Regions from separate parts of the Mus musculus genome. Here all the other regions are linked to region 2. A link is a contact called in public HiChIP or PLAC-seq and promoter capture Hi-C data. All regions are on one chromosome and are shown on one strand. Each heading gives the region's core, a stretch centred on a gene start, on an enhancer-like site or on the middle of the called end of the contact. The rest is flanking DNA. Distances are from core to core; before and after follow the strand shown. Region 1 overlaps Pgm1 (phosphoglucomutase 1). Region 2 holds the start of Usp1 (ubiquitin specific peptidase 1). Region 3 holds the start of E130114P18Rik (RIKEN cDNA E130114P18 gene). Region 4 has its middle 73 kb from the start of E130114P18Rik.

The links. Promoter capture Hi-C pulls out the DNA fragments that hold promoters and counts their contacts. HiChIP or PLAC-seq counts read pairs in DNA pulled down with a chosen protein or histone mark.
Region 1: a contact with region 2 is called in a promoter capture Hi-C map of liver, with 2.8 times the contacts expected there. The contact joins the enhancer-like site here to the promoter of Usp1 in region 2. A contact is called at or near these places in 2 of 39 promoter capture datasets (both in liver), 2 of 484 Hi-C or Micro-C datasets (the C10 cell line and the G1E-ER4 cell line) and 1 of 115 datasets of contacts at active chromatin or transcription factors (astrocytes).
Region 3: a contact with region 2 is called in a promoter capture Hi-C map of hippocampal neurons, with 5 times the contacts expected there. The contact joins the promoter of E130114P18Rik here to the promoter of Usp1 in region 2. A contact is called at or near these places in 9 of 39 promoter capture datasets (the 3T3-L1 cell line, 3T3-L1-derived adipocytes, cranial neural crest and 5 more) and 1 of 115 datasets of contacts at active chromatin or transcription factors (astrocytes).
Region 4: a contact with region 2 is called in an H3K4me3 HiChIP or PLAC-seq map of embryonic limb bud, with 4 times the contacts expected there. The contact joins the enhancer-like site here to the promoter of Usp1 in region 2. A contact is called at or near these places in 1 of 39 promoter capture datasets (hippocampal neurons) and 2 of 115 datasets of contacts at active chromatin or transcription factors (astrocytes and embryonic limb bud).

Annotation. Positions count from the first base shown.
Region 1 is chr4:99,940,205-99,943,491 of GRCm38.p6, forward strand. The region is part of intron 1 of Pgm1 (phosphoglucomutase 1); the gene reads left to right. Among named protein-coding and RNA genes, the nearest start is that of BC062258, 12 kb to the left of the region's middle. Within about 2 kb of position 1,982, at least 57 of the 459 cell types and tissues checked have an H3K27ac peak or open chromatin away from gene starts, as enhancers often do. A contact at or near this core is called in the G1E-ER4 cell line and liver, where this site is marked.
Region 2 is chr4:98,922,024-98,925,537 of GRCm38.p6, forward strand. It overlaps Usp1 (ubiquitin specific peptidase 1), which reads left to right and starts at 1,787. Exons shown (of 9, transcript NM_001301414.1): 1 at 1,787-2,220.
Region 3 is chr4:97,582,500-97,586,017 of GRCm38.p6, forward strand. It overlaps E130114P18Rik (RIKEN cDNA E130114P18 gene), which reads right to left and starts at 2,092. Exons shown (of 3, transcript NR_015513.2): 1 at 2,049-2,092. It also overlaps a transcript of Nfia not described here.
Region 4 is chr4:97,656,220-97,659,463 of GRCm38.p6, forward strand. It overlaps a transcript of Nfia not described here. Among named protein-coding and RNA genes, the nearest start is that of E130114P18Rik, 73 kb to the left of the region's middle. Within about 2 kb of position 1,547, at least 48 of the 459 cell types and tissues checked have an H3K27ac peak or open chromatin away from gene starts, as enhancers often do. A contact at or near this core is called in embryonic limb bud, where this site is marked.

The DNA of each region.
Region 1 (3,287 bases), core at 732-3,231, 1.0 Mb after region 2:
AAAAGAGTAAGTGGAGTGTCAGCTTCGTTTGGAGATCTTGCTGCTCCCTAAGCCGGTGCTGGGATGAATATGCTGGCGCAGAGCCAGAAGCGAGTGACCGTGTGCACCCTCCTCACACTATAGAGAGGATCTTAGACGACAGCTCATGCTGAGGGGAACCCCACAGTCCCACTTTCCTGTGTCATGCCACAGAGCCAATACTGTTTACTTAGCCAACCTCATCTACCACAGGGACCACTCTGGTGAACGCATGCTTTCCGTGGCCATTTTGCAACTGTGTAACATCGGGAAAGTTTGTTTCCCCGCACAGCAAACAAACCGCTAAATACCAAGACCTCTCCTAGGAAGATAGTCCCATCAGCTCAAAGTCACAGAAGCCCAAGTCTATGACAGTGCCCACCTGATCCACGGTAGTAAAGAATTAAGGATATGGAGTTGGGATGGCATTACTGAGTGAGGACAGGGAAAGGCCTTTTGACTTAGTAGTAATAAAACTGTTATATTCCAGGGTCTTCATGGGGCCTTTGAAAAATGTATTCTGTGGCTCAAATTAAGGAAGATCTTAAATGAAGCAGAGGGGAAGTACGTGTGGACTACTCAGATGCATTGGGGGGAAAGACTGCGGCTGGCGCGAAGGTTGAGCATCTTCCGTAGGTGGGGCCACATATTCTGCTCCGGCTCTTTGTGATTCACCCCATGAGAAAAGTGCTTAGCACACAGCTCAGCCTTGCCAGCTTTCCCACGGAAGATCTAATAGAGAGAAGCGATGAGTGGCTTATGCGTTAGTGTGAGGATGCACCAGCCTTTGTGAAGCACTGTAGTGCCCGACGATCTACTAAACAGAGCGTTCTGATAATTCTAAGGGTTTCACAATGATTTTAAATACTGAGACCATTGGAAGACAGAGAGGAAAGGGGGACGAGGAGAGGGTCGTTTGTGTCTGCCGCCACCCACTGCATGGGTATCTCATCCTATCTCCAGCCCTATAGTGTGTCTTAGATTTGCCTGTTCAGGCAGTGGTCCCTGGTCCATGTGAGGCACAGCCATACAGCTGCTGGATCTGAGGGCTCAGCTCCATATGATACCTTAAGATGAATCTGTGGTGTGGTTCCCTGGCCTAGGCCAGTGTCGTCCTCCAGATAGGAAGCACCCAGAAACACATCTAATACTGTCATCAGCCTCCTGGGACACATGGACCTGTTCATTTGATAAACAGTGACACGTTGTGTGCCAGTGACCGTGCAAGGTGTCCGGTGAAACACAGGTAAAGCTGTGTGGTCATTGGAGAGACGGGCCCATTCATGGATAGCTAAAACTGTAACGTAGGTTAGTTTCCTGTGACTGCTGAGACAAATGACCACTAGCTGAGGGCTTAAAAAACAGAAATTTCTCATCTATTTTTGGAGGCCAGAAGTCTAAAAGCAAGATGTTGGCAGCAGAATTAGTAGCCAGAGGACCCTTCTGTGACCCTTCTCACTTTGGGTAGCCCAGGGCTTCCTAGCACATGCCTAGTCACTACTTCTGACTTCACAAGGCCATATTCGTATGCCTGTCTTCTTTCCCACCCCGGATTTCTATGCTGGGGAATTCGGCTCTAGGCCTGAAGTATGCGGTTTACTGCTATGCCACGCCCTCTTTCCTCTTCTGTTGTCAGAAGGACTCTTGTCCTTAGATCTAGGGCCCACCTCGGTAATCCAGAAGGCTCTTATCTCAAGATCCTTAACTTGTAAAGTCATTTTATCAAGCAAGGTCACCATCCAGCACAGGCTCTGAGTGAAGAGTGGGGGGTGGGAGAGACCACCATTTAATCTACTACAATTAGCATGTGATGGGAACCCAGAGACACCCCCCTACCTCCCCACATACACACACTTCTGCTGCTGCTTTGATGGCACCAGACCAGGACTATCTGTCACATGAAGCAAGCAGCGGTCCTTCACAGTGTCCCTGTGGACTGCCTCTGACGTAATGCCAAATAGAAGACAGGCCACTGGGTGGCACCCTGCATTGCACTAAGAAGTAGCTCATAGAATGAGTTGGAATTGACTTGGGTTCACGCTGTAGTTTCAATTTCCTGTGAAATGTTATGAGCTCTGCCTGTCATCTCTCAGGCTCAGAGTCCTCTCCTGTGATCAGGGGTGAGTTCTGATCTCTAGTGAAGAGTGTCATGGGAACGGGTTGAGTTCATAGGCTTCTGAATGCTTGAGGAACTCGGGGTGCAGCCTGAGCGCCAGTTACCATGGTCGTCATTGAAACTGTACTTTTGATTCAGGCAAGCCACTCCCTGGGCTGATTCAGTCCTGTCCCAAACAGCAGAGCCCATGTGATAAAGCCTCAGGTGAGCTGAAGAGCAGCTCAACAGCCCAGACTCTGGGCTTCTTGAGGAGGAGGGGGGGATCTTTATCATAGCTACTTCCAGGTTGAAGGGGAGGCTCCCAGGGAAAGGTGAGATCCAGGGTGGGGGTGGGGGGAGCTGAGTCCTGAAGTTGTCTCTGGGAAGGGACACACATGCACTCGTGTGCACAGTAACACACACACACACACAAAACACAAATATACTAAAAAAAATTAGATTATTTCTTTCATTTCATTTTATTATAGTATGACTTCAGAGTCAGCCTAACACAAGAGTTTGGTTCCTGGATACACTGTTCATTACCGGATGTTCTGTTTAGGGTTAGTTATAAATGTCCTTATTGTGGGGGAGGAGAGATGGTGAAGCTCAAACCCAGGCGTTTGCATACTAGGCCAACACTGCAACTGAACTAGAGCCCTAGCCCCTTGAATTTCTTTTTACTTATTTTTCAAGTTAGTATGTCATAGCGTAGTTTTTAGGAGATTAAGACGATGAATAGACAGACTGCCTGGACAAGTCACACTCAGGCTTTGTCGGCTGCCTCAGTGGGTAGGTCAGGGTTCCGTGGGAAATGCACTGGATACTGCCAAGGGTCCCGCAGCAGTTCCCACCTTCCTTCCCAGCCTGGCTTCTCTTAGCAGATCTGCCAGCACCTAGCAGCACACTGCACACTGTCGACCTGTGTGTTGCAGAGCACAGGTGTTTTATCCCGCCCCCGGCTTCATGCAGGCTCTCGGGGTGGGAGAGGAGCCTATTCTGGGAAGCTAGGTTCAGACGACAAGTCTAGCAGTCTTTGGTCTGACACCTGGCTATCTCGTCTCAAAGGTGCATGCCGGGCAGTCCTGATGTAAGCAGGATTGTCCCGGAGCGTCAGGGTTTCTTTCGTACACAATGCCGCTGCCCATTAGGATTCGAGGACAGTTGTAAGAAG
Region 2 (3,514 bases), core at 537-3,036:
TTAAACTCCAAATCTGCTTCACAAACTGGCAAGTCTGAAAATGAGTTTCTGGAATTAAGCCACGAATCCCAGTTTGGACCGGGCGAAGGTCCCTAAAAGTTGACAGGAACTCCTCAGGCTGCCAGCTGACCCTGGAAAGTTGTGCATCCTGCTTGTTCCCACATACGCCCATTTCACTACAGTTCCTACCGTCGTACTTAGACTCCCTATTATCCAAGCATCCTGTCCTCATTTCCAACACCAAGCTTCTAAAGCTCCCGGTGCTATGGACACGTGTGATGTGCAGCTCATCTTCTCCCACAAATGGACCTCCCCTCCATGCCATTCAAAGTACACTTCCTGGAACTGTCTGCTGAAACGTCAGTCTTCATTATCCCATCGAAACGACCAAACGGTTACCTTTTTAAAAAAAATCTACCATTTACACTATTTCAAATCACCAGTTTAATTTCGGTCTTCAGTAGACTGTAGATCATGGAGTACATTCCCTTCGCTTGTTATCCCTACCATGCTGAAAATAGTTCAACAGGGCATTAAACAGGGCAACACACACGGAGGGCACTAAACAGGGCAACGCACACAGTGGGTACTAAACCGAGCAACACACACCGTGGCCATTCAACAGACCAACTCACGATGGGCATTAAACAGGGCAACGCACACAGTGGACATTTAAAAAACAACAAAAAAACCCCACTTGAACGGATTTGTACTGAGTTCTCATCAGCTGTAGTACCGCACTGTGAGATCATCTCACAAAAGACAGAGCATACAGAACCAAGCCCAAACCGGGTGAGGCTGTGCGGCTGCCTGTGGGTCATTCGGTACCGGCTCGCGCCAGAACCCGTTGAAGCTCCAGCCGCGAGACCAGCCTGAGAACTAAAACCCTTGTGCAGCCTGCGAGAGGGGAGAAGGACCCGAGGCTCCAAGGCGTTCGGCTGTGCACTGTCTAGCTAAGGCAGTGCTCATTCTTAACGCACAACTTGAGATAGGGTGGACCGCGGCTTCCTCGGTAAACTGGACGCCCAGCGGGCGCCGAGCAGCTAGCAAAGCGCATCAGCCATTTTCCGAGCGTCTTTGGTAACCCTTCCGGAGAGGGCACGCCAGGAGGGGGAAGAAAAAAAAAAAAAAAGAAAGAAAGAGGCGGGCCTGCACCGGGGCCTCGGCCCAGAAGCCACACCCTCCGGGCTCGCCACCTCCCCATGCTAACAAAACGGAAAGCGGAACCCTAACCTCGGCAGAGAAAGCGCGCACTGGAGCGCCAATGAGCTTGCAAAGAGCCGCTCCAGGGCGCCGTATGCTCTCCCGGGATTGGCTGGGCCTCGTTCCTTGTACTTTTTTTATTGGTCAGACTGTCTTCTCTGCCGGCTAATTGTTTTATTCGTATAGGTACTTTTTGATTGGCTCTTCCTGGTGGGGCGGAGGAATGAGGTTTTGGAAATTGTTCAGCCTGGATTGGCGCATTTGAGCACCTGAGGAAGGGGCTTGTCCCAGTCACTCCCTGTCCCATCTCCCGACCCGTAAGCTCCCTCCCCTTCAACTCGCGAGTGCTAATGTTTAAAAAGAATTAAAAAAAAAAAAAAAAAAAAAAAAAAAGAGGGCGTGAGCGAGCGAGTGAGCCTCCTGCGCGCCAGCCCGGCCTCCTGCGCAGCGCGCGCCTCTGCGAGGACCCGCGCGAGCTGCCCGTGCCGCTGCCTGCGCTGTTTAAACTGCAGAACCCGTTAGGCCCCGGGAGGAACTACCGTTCCAGCTGGTTCCGGAGCCGAGCGTGCCGGGGGCGAGGGGCGGTCGCGCGGCGGCTCGCGCCTTTCGCGCCTCTGCAACGTGGAGAGGAGAACCGGCACTTTCCGTGGACGCCACCTCCAGCCGCGACGCTGGCGCGGGCGGGGGTTCACTCGCGGGGGTCCTGAGACTGAGGAAAACGCGCCAAGTTCCCCCTCGGCGGCCGTGCGGGGACCCTGCGGCTCGGGAGCGCCGCCACCGCTGTGCGCCCGTAGCCTTCCCGGCCGGGCTGCGCCGGGGATGTAGTGGTGCCGCGGCGGGCAGGACCGAGCGGCGGCCCGGCTCCCGCTCCGCGGACGAATGGTCACTCCCCCGCGGGAGGCGCCCACCAGCGATCCCTCTCCCGGGACGGCGGCCGGGCTCACCTGTCGCGCCCGCACTCTGCCCGGCTGGTCTCCCCGGCGGCGGCGCCGCGGACTCGCGAAGGGCCATGACCGGGTAAGGAGCGCCCGGGGTTCAGGGCCCGGGGCTGCGCGGCAGGTGCTGACGGTGGGGAGGGCCCCTTAGGCTCGGGCTGCGCTGCGAGGGACTGCCGGCGGGCGCGGCGACCCCCGGGGTGGCACACCCAGGACCCAAGTGCCCCTCTGCCCACGCCTTTCGTAATGGGAGAGGCTGGCCGGGAGAAGAGATGTTTGTGATCGCAGTGTCCTGGGTCGGGGCTTGCGAAATTTTACCGCGCATTTTCTTGACTTACAGTTTCTCCAGAAGTGTGTACGGCGCCACGTGTCTTAACCCTGCGCCCAAGAGTTTGTTTTTATTGTTTCACGTTTTTCTTGAAAGAAGAGTTGAATCCTATCATTGTACACAGATTTGAAAAGTAGTGGGACTGAGGATTCACGGTGTCATTTGGTCAAGAAGACTTAGGGCTAAGTTCATTGTGCGAAGCTTGGGTTATAGTTCTGGAGAGGCTTTTTTGACTGAAAGCTCTGAGAAGGGACGTGGAGAACATAAGATTGGGCACCCGGGAAAGTGTCGCGCTCTTGGTGACCATCAGTGCTGGCTGGCTGTTTAGAGGGTCCCAGATTGGGTGGCTGGCCGAGATGACGGCCGCTGTTTGAGCTGGCTGATGACTTTTCTCTCACTGGCTCCCAGGAAGACACCTTTCCGGAGTCATTAGTGCTTGGGGGAAGTCTGACAGTTTTGCGAAGGCTGGTTTATCATTCCTAACAGGTCATTTCATCAAGAACATTTAAGGGGCCAAGAGACAAAAATTTAAGTTGCAGATAAGATGGGAAATTTTGCCAGTTGTCCAGTTTTTCCTGAGTTGGTTCCCAGAAATGGTTTCCCTGCAGTGTACAGTGAACTGGGGTGAAATGTTTAGGGGTAGAGTTTGAATCAATTTGTGTGTACCTCAACTACTTACTACTTGGGTACCTATATTTGAAACTCGTTCATATTTTTGGAATATTGGAATAGAAGGATTATCTTTCTTCTAGATGTTCCAAATAAAAAATAAATTTCTATAAAGTATCACAGGTATTGCCGTATCTCTCTTCCTCCCTCCCCCGCTCCCGTTTAAAGTTTTACCTTGAAACTTCTAGTCACATAGCTTAGAAACAATTGGAGCTGGGTGTAGCTTGGCCGTAGGACTTCCCACTGGGGAGAAGAGGCTGGCAGGTAGATTTTTGAGTTCCAGGCCAGCCAGGGCTACACTGGGAGACCCTGTCTCAAAACAGAGCATAGTTGGAAAACTAAAGTATATTGTAATCTTTAGCACACATGAGACGGGCAA
Region 3 (3,518 bases), core at 842-3,341, 1.3 Mb before region 2:
ATGGTTCTCCTTGGCTGTGAGATTTTACTAGGGATGCATATCAAACCTTGGACTGGTGCATGCAAGCCCTGCCTGTGAGAACCCTTTCATGTCCCAGTAATTGGAATGCTTTAAGTCACCTGTGAGAGTACTCTAAGGCTCCATTCGTCATTTTCCTCAGGGGACCAGAGCTCTGACATCTAACTTTTCCATATCTGTTTATATCGGAGCAGACCTTCCATCTCTAAGAACCACCAACTTCGAGTGGAACGGACCCACACACCCTTTCTTTCCATTTCTCTGGGCACAAGAAAGTTTCAGGAACTCCTAACTTGTAGCTGCAGAACGAGTTAACTCACATGTCATGGTCAACCAGGCCAGACAACCTTTGACTTCTGGGATCTCTAAGGGTTGGGGTGAAGTGGGAGGATGGACAATAGCTCATTGTCACAGGAGACGCTTGTCCTGTGAGGAAGAGAGTCCCAGAATCATTGCTGTCCTCGTTAGGGTGGTGTCCGTTAAGGATTAATTCGTTAGCACCGCATTCCTAGTTTTCCGTAATTATTATTCTTACAGCAAGCGTGAATTCATCCAGGGAGTGAGAAAAAAAAAAAGTTTGCTTCCAGGACAATGAATGTATTATCCGTTCCTAACTGGACCGTGAACTTCAGCTCGTTTCACATAGATATCAGTTTAAGAAAAGGAGAGTGTGTGTGATGTTGTAGGGGGAGTCTGAGGACTGGGATTTCAAAACAGGGCATGGTTCACTGTACGATCTACAGAAAAAAGCACTCTCCCTTCCTGGACAAATGGTGCTATCCTTTTGGCAAGGCGTAGGAATTCGGAAGACTGAGACTTTTAAAAGTGAGCTACTGCAGGATTCTATTCGGCTGCTGCCTGGGACTCAGTATGTCCATTCCAAGGACTTGAGTAAAAGTAGTTGTGGGTATGTGTGTACTTGTCTATTTTCTCTCGTAATTTCTTACCTAGACGTCTGAAACTTTACCAGTGGCTACAGAACAGTATCACAGAGCGCTTTTGGCTAATGAGATTCGCAGTCCTCTATCTCTTACGACCCTGAGCGTATTCAAGGCATTTATTTTCCCATTAGACTTTCTGCCAGCAAGAACAAGGTTTGCTTGTATGAGATGGTCATATTGCTTCGATTCACACAGCTTGTTAAGCACTACAAATGAATTTACTGATTAGATTGGCAATTATTTTCTACGCTAAGTTGTAAGCTTGAAAAAAAGGGGGGGGGGACCTGCTCTCGGGAAAAACATTCTTTTCCCTTACTGTACTTAGGCGGTCCTAGATTTTATAGACTGTTAATGGTAAATCCTGTCATCTTTTTTATTTCTTGCAAATATCACCAAAGGCTTCTCTAGAGCAAGCGCGTTCTTTCTCTCTCTCTCTTTCCTAGTTTGGAAAACTGTAATTTCTTTTCTGTAAAGTTTACTTGGAAGTTGCTCTTCATCTAAAATTATTTTGCAGATGTTTTACCACAGGGAATATAGTGTATAAAAGTGGTGGGAACACTTAGCAATGCATTTGACTCAAGATAAACAATACAGAAAGCTCACACGCTGCTGTTTAGGCTGCATACTGAAAAGAAGTTTCTCGGGACTTCAGTGCCTCTTGATTTTTGCTTTGAATAAGGGGTGAGAAATCTACAAGCTCTTTAGAGAAGATGTAGGAAATACCACAGGAAATAAATCAAAATTTTAGTTCCCTTAAGGGCAATTGCACACCATAGAATTTTAGACCTACCAGTTACAAATAATTCTGATGTAAATTTTCCAGTTTTGGTGGCAAACTAAGGAAAAGCTTTTCTGAAGGATGAAACAACTAATGAAAAGAATACAAATTTTACATTTTATTTCTTTAGTTCTCTCTCCTTGAATAGCCCTCACTCCTTCACCCACAAGATCGCCACCTTACTAGCCCAAACAATTTTTCCAAAGTGAAAAAAAAGGAAAAGAAAACTCCTGGTTTACATCGTTCCTCTAGCAAAAGACAGTTCAAGATCTGAATTTCACATTAAAGGCAAATAAAGCTTTAAAAATTACCTCCTGTGTCATCTGGCTGCTCAGACTCCAGGCTCATAGTGGGAACCTCCGGCTTGGTCCTCCCGGCATACAAAGGCAACTCAGTGAATGCCCCCTCCGCCCATGGAGACTCGGCCTCAGCTGCCAGCTCCGGGATATGCAATTTTGCTTTTTAATGAATCGTAAACAATTTGTATGGCAAATGAGTTTGTTTGTTTTAGTTTGGGGGCATGTGCTGAGCCAGGTTGTACGAGGTCATCACCTATTCCAGGATTTAGGTGCAAATGGGTGGAGCTCTGGGTCACTTTTTAATTTTTTTTTTCTAAATAATAAGGACACACTAGGATAAAAGAAACCAGTCAATAAAAGATTAAGAATAACAAGCCCTCTCCCCCTTCCTTTTCCTCCCCTCCCCCCATAACTGCCCTGGCTTACAGTGGAGTTTTGTGCCCTTTCTAATAACTAGCTGGAAAGCATTTGCATGACGTAACCAACATTTCTTATGGGTATAAGTTTTAGCATTGTCTTTAAAAGACTACTTCCACTTTAAAAAAAAAAAACAGCTATTTTATGATGAAAAATACTGACATGGGACATCTCCAGCATCACTTCTTAAAATTAAAAGTTAACACTTTCCCGAAGGCTATTGGAGATAAGAAATTAGAAAGATAGTTTTTATATGAAAGTGGTGAAAAAAAAAAAAAAAAGAAGAAGGTGCATGGGCTACCCCAGCGTGTAATGAAAACTTTTATTCAAAGCCACCAAGTTGTAAACAACTGAGAGGTTGACAGGCAACTGGGTTCAAGCATGCACATTCTAACAGTAATTACCTTTGGCACGGCCACTTATGAGAAATCTTTTGATATCTGAGCCACTTCTCTAATGCTTTAATCATGTAAATCAAGAAATAGATATTGCGTATCAACTTCATCTCACTGTGTTGTGACATCTCTAGTTGAAACTTTCCGACAGAAAACTAAAGAGAGTACTTGCAAAATTTTTCTTCGCTCCAAATGAATCTGAAATGCCTCAAACGCATACGTATGCTCCAGAAGGGACTCTCCTCTCTTAGAACACCTCCATTCTCCCCATACAGCTTCAAAACGAAGGCAGAATAATTCTTCTCCTGGTCACACTAAGTTAGCGACAAGGGGACAGGGTTGATTATGGGAAAATTTGTCTGTGAATTTCAAAAATACACGTGTCTTTCTTCTATCATTCAAATTTAAGATTTATGATGTCTAAAGCAAAAAAAAAAAAAAAAAGTCCTGGGTGATGCTGCAACCAGCTGTTACTCAGGTCAAATTCCCAACCACTTATTTTGTGACAAATTTTTCTTTTTAGAAATTAATACATTATTTTTCAGTCAATAATTGTTGTTTAACCCAATTGTTTACAACTCAAACTTGTTTTAACAGTAACATGCTTGGGCAAGAAGGATCTGGTATGCCTTGCAGTATAAATATCTATTTTCTAAATATGCATGTAAAA
Region 4 (3,244 bases), core at 297-2,796, 1.3 Mb before region 2:
ATTTAGTGCCACTGAGTTTGGGCCTGAGAATGGAGATCACAGTGCCTTGCCTAATATTCTCTGGGATTATTACTGCTAGTAACTCTTTATTGGGGAAATCAAATAGCTATAACTTTTCACTGTTGTTGGAAAAGCTTGCGGGGTGAGTCATTTACTCCCCATAGAAAAGCCCTGTCTACACAAGGCAGGTAGTAAAATTAAGTTCAAATAACTGCCTCAGAAGAGTGTTTCATTTCAGAAAGCCTTGCATTTTCTCCTTACTGGAAATGAGTGTTACAGGACATTAAAAGTCTCTATGTCCTATATGGTGTTTAATATAAACACTCCATTTTTTTCTTTAATCTATCCAAGATCAATACTAAAATCTGTAAGCAGTGAGAGGTGGTGGCAGGAGAGCTGGCATTTCCAGCACAGCATCATTAATGAAACACTTTGGACAATAGTTCTCTTCTAAACAACCCAGCAGTCAGCACTGCTGCCTCTCATTTAAAAAACCTGAAGCGTAGAGAGACCACAGGAAGTGGCCAAGGTCGGGACCAAGGATGAGTCTAGAGATCCCAATATGATCTCATGTGCATATGTGTCATATCCCATATCAACCTTCAAGACTCGCCTCAGCCTTCCCTGGGGTGGATCTGGAGGTCATTGTCAGATCTGTTCCAGGTAGACAGGAGGTAAATGATTCTTTTTACTCCAGATCAGGTACCCTCATAGCAACAGTCAGAAATGACCTCATGTGTACTGATCAACCGCAGGAGAATGTGGAACACCCATACACAATATAGAGACTCTTGAAAGTAACATAAAGAAGACTGAACTACTTGGCTCCACCTTTGAGTTGTTGGGCTTGTCATTAACGGGAATGACAAACCCTAACCTGGAAGTACAGGGTCTAGATGGAGGTGAAGGGAAGACATTTCACATAGCCAAGCACAGCCTCCTGTAATGCATCCTTGCAAATATCTCTGCAACTCCCAAGTTCCCCTTCTCCACAGCTGCTGATGTCTCTCTCCTCTCCCTGCAACCTCTATATCCCCCATCATACCCTTGCTACCTCCTCTTCATGGAGAGCAATTGGCATTCACCTCTGTCGGCATGACTGAGGGAAGTTAAAAATATTCTTTGGGATCCATTTTCTTTTAGGACTTGGGAACTGTTAAAGGAAAAAGGCTAAAAGCTCTTGGTTTTATTATTCCTATCCAGAAATAATGACATGATAGTTTAGTTTCCTGTTCTAGGTTCTTTGCACAGTTCATCTTTTATTTCAGAAAAAAACTCTTCAAGGGCAAATGATGGTCCCCATTTTACAGAGAAGAATATTGAGATTTAGAGGAATCAAGTTATTTAGAAGATCAAGTTTACTGCTTCAGAATACCCAAGTCTAACTCCAAAAGCACCAGCTGTACCATATATAGAAGAATCAGGAAGAGTAGAGCTCCACCTCCCAGCCAGCCAGTTCAAAACAGCTGCAGCTCCACGCCCCATCCCATTTCCTCCAGCCAGAGGGGAAAGGAAGCTTGTTACCTTTGAGTCTATAGACCCACTTCCTGAAGCAGCCTGGGGTGCTGAGTACACACATGGTGGGGCTTCCCCATGCCTGTAGACCTGCCTAACTGCCCGCTAGCCACATCTGGAACATATTTTAAATTACCTTTAACCACAACTGCAAAAGACTCGTGTGTGTGTGTGTGTGTGTGTGTGTGTGTGTGTGTGTATGTGTATGTGTGTGTGTGTGTGTGTGTGTGTGTGTGTGTGTGTGTGTGTGTGTGTGTGTGTGTTGTATGTGTATATAAGTTTAATATATTAAGCAAGTGACTTGGAGTATTTGCTGAAGCTCTGCATGGGAGACCTATGTCCCCACTTCCTTTACTCTCCCTAGCTCTGCACAGGAAACCTGAGCTGCTTCATGTGGAAAACTGGGTATGAGAATTGTTCTGAGGGCATACACAAACTCTCACGGCTCTTTTGGAATGTGACTCTATTTTAAGTGAGTACTGGGAAATGGTATAGGATGAGCCGAAATCAAACAATCAGCTTTAGAACCAAAGTGACCCAAAAGGGAGTCCTAGACTTGCTGGATAGATACTGCCAGGAAGATCCCAGGACAGTCATTTTCCCCGGGGCCCCATCCCATAAGAGGGTTGCTAAGGAAGAGTGAGATAGTGCAAAAGTAGATGTAAATGATCCTTTCTGACTTTTCCAAAGACAACTTCTCACTCTCTTCCTGCTCCTCTTAACACTGGGGTCATCCCCAAGTGACATCCCTTGGGATGGTAGTTTAGGATTAGCCACGTTTGAGTACTGTTCCTGCATTTATGAGCTATGAAGCAATCTCTGCTTTGTATTTATTTTCCCACATATTAGATGAGCATAGCATCACTCATTCTCAAAACCCCTTAGATAAGGAATCCTGTAGCAGGTAGACCTTCACTGAAGGAGCTCAGCTTTCTTCCAGAAGAAGAGGTAGGTGAAGCTTGGTGTTTGTCCAAAAGCAAAGGGGGGGGCAGAAATAAATCATTTCTAGAGCACATTTGTATAACAAAAGTATCTGGACTGTAGGGGCAGGGATCTTTAAGCCATCAGTCTATTATCTTGGGCCCTGAAGGGTTCCGTACTGTGTAGTGGTTTGCCCATAGTCTATACCTGGGTGGGGGGAAAAAAACTAAATAGGATGGTATTACCCAAGACTGACATCCTGGACGATTCTCCGAATCAGAACCCAGGAGGTGGTATTCCATACCAGAAGTGTCCACTGAGGAAACAGGGATGTGATAAAAATAACTATTAGCTCATGGCATGGACATGTGAGGGAATATAAAATTTAGTCTAAAATCAGCCAGGCTCCTGCTGTTGGCCAGCGCTTACCCTGCAACTTCCCAGCAACCCATCATCCAGCCAGCCCCATCCAGACCCAATCCAGGGGCCAGCACTGCAGACAAATGTCTCAGCTTTACCAGGGCCACAAGTGTATCTTCATGCCTACACTTCAGAAAGAGTTTTCTCATTCAGATAGATTCTCAAGGTAGCTTTCTGACCCAGATCTTGAAAAGCAGCAGCCATCAGACCCCTCCTGATTAACTTGGAAAATGAAGAAAACCACACATCTTTGTCCAAAATGTGGCATGATATCCAGTTTTGGGCCTCATTCAGTCCTGGGGCTCAGGCTTCTTGAGGAACTTTGCTGGTTGCCTTCTTCCTATTCTTCCCCTTACCCTTTGGGCATTCCTGGAAACAAATGCCCTTC